2 separate regions of the Cyprinus carpio genome follow, and region 1 is linked to region 2. Evidence: chromatin contacts called from public Hi-C data. All regions are on one chromosome and are shown on one strand. The core of a region is the stretch at or near the end of the contact, and the rest is flanking DNA. Distances in the headings are between cores, read along the strand shown. Region 1 holds the start of wfs1b (wolframin). Region 2 holds the start of rab33a (ras-related protein Rab-33A).

Region 1 (3,156 bases), core at 408-2,907, 140 kb after region 2:
TTATTTCAAGTACTGAAAACTATTTTTAATATTTTTTGTTAATAATAACAACACTGGTGAGTGTGTAATATTAGATCTGAACTCATGAGTCAATGATTAATGACACAGGAACTTGGGGAATACCAGCATGGGAGTATGTGACATTCGAGCAATCCAACAAAGAGTGAATCTGTACCCTGTAGAGGAAAAGATGATTGTCCTGGAAAGGCAGTGTGGGAATTGCTGGCAGCATTCAGCTGGGATCGACCTGTCTGTGAGGCGTGATGTGGGGGTGAAGTCATTGCTGAAGGGGAGGAACTAGGCACTGAAGAAGAGGACACTGGATGAATGGTGTGCCCAGATGCAGAGAAATATAAAACAGGTGACAGGTGATGCCGGGGATGGCAGTGGAGATTTAAGAAGAGAGGCATCCATTTCTAAGCTTAAAACAAAAAGACACAAAATTCATTACAATATCTTATCAAAAGACAGGAGGAAATATCATATAACAATACATAAAGTAATATACATCAGTTAATATCATATAACAATACATAAAGTAATAAAAAAACAAAAATAAAATTAAAATAAACCACAAAACATAAGACAGGAGGAAATATCATATAACAATACATAAAGTAATATATAATGAAAAATATACTTAAAATATACCACAAAACTTAAATTACATTAAGTTGTATTTTATTTTTATTTCTAATTAGTATGTATTAGTATGTTAAAAGGAGATTTTATCACATAAAAAGCAAAGTCACACATTAATTTAATTTAATTTAAAAGTATGCTATGGTAACTATTGATTCCACTACAATACCATACTGTCACTATTATGGCTATTACGAAACTTAGCGAGTACTGTCATCATAAAAAACAACAAAGGAATTCTGAATTCTGATTCTTGGTGAGATACCACATTAATTTATTATGGTTTAACATTAGTTGACCCAACTACTACTGAATTTCATGGAAACTATACAATGAAAGCCATGGATGTTACCATGGTAATGGTTTGGAAACAGTGTATTTTGTACACTGCTTGCGAAAAGGCTGAGCTGTCATTTTGTCATTGCTCAGCCATGTCACCTTCACTACTGACCGGCGGAACAGAAAGTAAAGTTACACTCAAACAAAAATGATCAACGAGCACAGAGGAGCAAACAGAAATACTTCCAAACGCAGATTTTTCTGTATGTCCGTGAATACTCTTCACAGACATACAGTAACATTACATAAATGAAATGACATCACTGAATTCAATGATGAACTGCCTTTAACTGAAAAATTAGTGTTTACTATTGTCATTTTGCGTTATTGACACACTATTTTCCTAATTAATGCTGTACAGTTGCTTTGACACAATCTGTATTGTTAAAATCGCTGTATAATAAATGTGACTTGACTTGACTTCACACCGCGAGTCTTCAATCACCGACTGCATTTCTGTCGCTTATTTTTTCTTACCTGAGCTTCTCTATCACTCCATCATAAGTATGACAGAGCTGTCAGCACAACCCTGGTAACTTTAGTCTATTCTGACACCAGACACAGTGTAACTTATGTAAGTGATGAGCACAGAACGGACAGAGCAGAGGCCCGTCCAGCGTCCAGATGCTGCTCACTAAATAAACCCTCCCCCACTGACTGACTGGAGCAAAATGTTTTTGTCGTATTCAAGTTCCTGTTGCTCTGGATTTTCAAAATAAAAGACCTAAAACTAAAAAAAATAAATGTCCTTGATTTTTGCCTAATTTTAAGACCCACAACCACATGAGAAATGAAAACTGATCTAGTAATCATAATGCTAAGCATAATAGCCAATCAGGACCTCAATCAGTTAAGTTTCTGGACTAGAACAAGTAGATTGAGGTACTTGTTATGTCCAAATACAGCAAAATAATCAATTTATATATTTATATATTTTTTTAATTATGAGATTACCGAGATTATTATAAATAAGCTTGTGGCAGATATGGGAAAGCAAGCCTATTTACAAGACTCAACAAAAAATAAACGCCTTCTGAAGGTTAAAAAAATTCAGCCATTACTTTTTACTTAAGACTTACTAGTATCCTGTAAGATATAATGTTCCAGGCAAGTTTGCTTGATCATTAACAAAAAGATGCATGTCAAAATTACTCAGGAAAATAAGATTTAAGGGGGAAAATATTGTGTTGCAAAAGTGAGTACACCCTCCTGAAAGTTATGAAATATAAATGAAAATTTTCCAGTGCAAGTTAAAGGCGATTTTGATCAACAGGTAAGTATGTTATTCTTTGCCATTTTCTTCAGAATCAAAGTGCTACATAGCCTATGGAATAATTTTCAGGTATAATGCTGTGAAACAGTGAAACCACTTGGGAGAGAGCTACCAAATATACAGTACAGTATGAAAATATAGGAAACATAAAACAGAGATTTAAAAACAGTGGACTTGGGAATATTACAGTGAGAAGTGCCTGTTGGGCTTCTTTTTTTTTCTTCTTCAACATGATAATGATTATATACATTTTCCCAATGTTAAAAACCTTCTGTAAGTGCAGTATTTCACCCAAGCTTAACAATCTTGAGGGCCTGTGGGGGATTTTGTAGAGACAAGTTGAGCAACACTCCCTATTAAAGACAAGAGATTTTATGGATCTCATTCTTAGATGTGACAATTGGTCACAAACAAGTACACTCAATGCAAAGAGGGATCAGAGAAGTACACTTTAGTATAAGTTATGAAGGACATATTATGGATTAAAATATTACACATTTATTGAATTTAATCAGAATTAAATAATTAATATTAAATTAAATTAAATATTTTTCTCTATTTTTAGGAATACATTTTGCCTTCTTCCATGAATCATATTAGTGCTCATTTAGAGCTCTCTTTTTTATTTTGTATTTGTTCTACCCAAATGTCTATAAAACTTAAAAATCATTTAAACATAATGACCTGAAAAGGCAATGCAATTCAGTGTGATAGGTTTTTAAAGGAACAGAGTTTCAATATAACTTCAACCTGAATACATGAAATAGGAAATTGAATATTTTAAGTGGAAAATATTTTGTTCCATTAAATGCATAAATATCAGAAAGAAAAAATAAATTGGACTGAGTCTTGCATTCCATTCTGTTCAGATATATGTTGTTTTATTTGCTTGATTTGAATTG
Region 2 (3,206 bases), core at 668-3,167:
TTACAAATGTAATGCTAGAAATGCCTTGGGAACAGACTTTAAAGCAACATACCTTCAAGTGATCTGAGCAACAGTAAGAAATCCATCAGGTCATTAAGAAAAATAAATGGGAACCTGTCTTTATAAACAAATTTAACACTTTAAAATTGCTTAAAATAAATACCAACAATGTTGTTAAATGGCATTTTTCATTTTGTGAATAGCCATGGATTGTTGTCTTTTGATCTGCCCATTAACTGACCCGAGGATAAGATTTCTTTAGTATTCTGTATTTAATTTATGAAATTATTGGTTTGTACATATTTATATATTCCACAGATTAAACAGAATAATTTTTTAAAACCTTTTTTTTTAACATAAATTTTACATAAAACATTCCAGAATGTCTGTGATTTGTCTGATATGTTCGGCCTGTTGAATTTCTTGCATTCTTCAGTGGATTAGAACAAAATAGCCTTGTCAGAGCAGAACGAGGCCTTGTATGGTACAAATGTTGGCATTGTGGAAGTTGTCCAAATAAATAAGACAATAACACAGTATGTAAGACACTTACTGCCACACTGGGCAAATAAATAATAATATTTGATTTCTGGTCTTTAGTCTTTAATATCAAGTCAAATCACATTTATTTGTACAGTGCTTTATACAATACAGATTGTTCAAGCAGCTTCACAATAATGGGAACATACCAAAAACAGGAAAACGTTAATGTTGTAAAATTCATCAATTATGAAACGACTTATCATCAGTTATGAAACAACATCAGTTATGAAAGCAGCTTTATAGAAGGCAACAGTATAATTATTCAGCTCAAGTAATTTCAGTGTTGATTCAATTCAGTTCAATAACAGTGTTGATATTGCAAAGTTAGTGTCATTATCCAGCTCAATTCCTGAATTTAGTTTTCATCTTATAGTGTATAATATATAATATTACTGAATATTAATTGTCTTTTGTTATATACTAGGGCTGTCAAATGATTAATCATGATTAATCACATCCAAAATAAAAGTTTTGTTTACATAATATGTGTGTGTATACTGTGTATATTTATTATGTATATATAAATACACACACATGCATGTATATATTTAAGAAGAATATGTTATGTTTATATATTAAATATATTTATATATAATATAAAATATAAGAATATAAATATATAAATGTATATACATGTAAATATTTTCTAAATATATAATTTATGTGTGTGTATTTATATATACATAATAAATATACCCTGTACACATACATATATTATGTAAACAAAACTTTTATTTTGGATGTGATTAATCGTGATTAATCATTTGACAGCCCTATTATATACCCTTTAAAAAAATGCCACAATTGCACAATATTACTAGACAAACAAAAGGCCATACATTCATTTTGGAATTTGGTGTGTATTTCATTTTAAATACAAGACACCACGATACTTAATTAAGCAATATGCATAGCATAGCATTTGTGCATCCCCATAGAAAAATATAATAATAATAATAATAATAATAATAATAATAATGAATGAAAAAAAAAACACAATATGAATTAAAACATTTCTTATTAACTTCTTCTAAGACCAAACTATCTAAAACTATTCTATACACATAAGATGTATGTATGATATTTATGTCTATGTAGCCTACTCTTACTGTTTATCATTATTTTATTTTTTTTCCTTTGATACTTACATTTTTGTGGGTGTTTTTCCTGTCGTTTTCCATTGCAATACTAGCAAACAAGTCAGCATTAGAGTAAATTAAGACAGAATTTTAATTTTAGAGTGAACTATCCCTTTAAATTTAACCAGTGCAACCATGTTGTCACAATTATTCGATACAAAAGTAATTTTTTTTTTTTTTTACAAACTATTAATTTTTAACTAGCCTACTTTTAAATGCATTAAAAGTACGCATCAGTCGGCATACACTTGTCAGTCTATGTGAACTCCCTGCATCTGCAAAGGGAGTGGATTTGCCATCCCTTCCCCCATCACCACCACCATCACCGCCGGACCAGTGAACACCAGGCTCGGTACATCATTTCACCGTGATGGCAAATGAATTCCCAGAAAGCAGAGAAGGAACTGCCAACTCACGCCATGCCAACCTCACGTCGTCTCTAGACTTGAGCACGTCTCTAGATCACAGTGTGCAGACGCGGATCTTTAAAATCATTGTCATCGGGGACTCAAATGTGGGCAAGACCTGTTTAACCTTCCGCTTCACCGGCGGAGCCTTTCCCTGTAAGACCGAAGCCACCATCGGCGTGGATTTCAGGGAGAAAGCCGTGGAGATCGAGGGCGAGAAAATAAAGGTGGGATTCATTGTTGGGGTTGGTCTCGTCACGACCAGGCCGATATCTCGTTGTATCACGATTGTGTTTTGTGTGTGTTTCAGTGGAAGTGTGACAGACAGCAGCATCGCGATGAAGCTCAATGTTTACATTACGAGTAATCACATGAATGACTCTTTCTGATCGCATGATGCATCAGAGGCGTAGTTTCTTTTAAGACAAATCAAAATACGTGTCATAATGTCGACAGTTTATTTTTTTCTTGATCTAAGATGTCCATTGCCTGGTCCAAACTGGTTCTCAAAAGATTTTGAACTGTTTAGAGCAGCTTAGACGATCTAGAAACTAATAGTCCAAACCAATAGTCTCATATTTTAATTTATTAGTATTCATACAACACAATATAATAGACTGGTGAAAAGAGCATAATATGACATTATAAAGATAACACATTTATTTGAAAAGAGCATAATATGACATAGATAACACATTATTTATTTGTTTATATATATATATATGTGTGTGTGTGTGTGTGTGTGTTATTTAATTCAGTCAGTTGAGTTAATTTAACCCTTTAATATATAATCTGTTAAATCAAAAACAGAAAATCTTAATGTTTCTTAATATAGAAGTAAAATTCAACACATAGCTTTGACACATAGTTATTGGGATTTAACATCACAGTCAGAATTACAAATAGCTTTTTAAAGATGTCCAAAGCAGATTTATTTATTGACCTTCAAATCCATTTCTTTCTGATGCATCAGTTTTCTCGTTTTAACTTCCCTTCAACATTGAAATTTGTCGTTTGTCTTGTTCTACTCTGACAGGTGCAAGTATGGGACACAGCGGGCCAGGAGCGCTTTCGGAAGAGCATGGTGGAGCACTACTACCGCAATGTGCATGCTGTC

Evidence for each region. Hi-C and Micro-C count contacts between places; a contact is called where the count stands out from the background.
Region 1: a contact with region 2 is called in a Hi-C map of red blood cells, with 2.8 times the contacts expected there. The contact joins the promoter of wfs1b here to the promoter of rab33a in region 2. A contact is called at or near these places in 2 of 8 Hi-C or Micro-C datasets (liver and red blood cells).

The regions. Positions count from the first base shown.
Region 1 is chrB14:3,197,519-3,200,674 of ASM1834038v1, forward strand. wfs1b (wolframin) reads right to left here and starts at 1,658. Exons shown (of 9, transcript XM_042737748.1): 1 at 1,459-1,658; 2 at 358-421; 3 at 176-356. The coding sequence starts at 414.
Region 2 is chrB14:3,061,036-3,064,241 of ASM1834038v1, forward strand. rab33a (ras-related protein Rab-33A) reads left to right here and starts at 1,918. Exons shown (of 2, transcript XM_042737744.1): 1 at 1,918-2,316; 2 at 3,126-3,206. The coding sequence starts at 2,053. si:ch211-159i8.4 (matrix-remodeling-associated protein 5) reads left to right here. Exons shown (of 7, transcript XM_042737743.1): 7 at 1-586. The coding sequence ends at 67.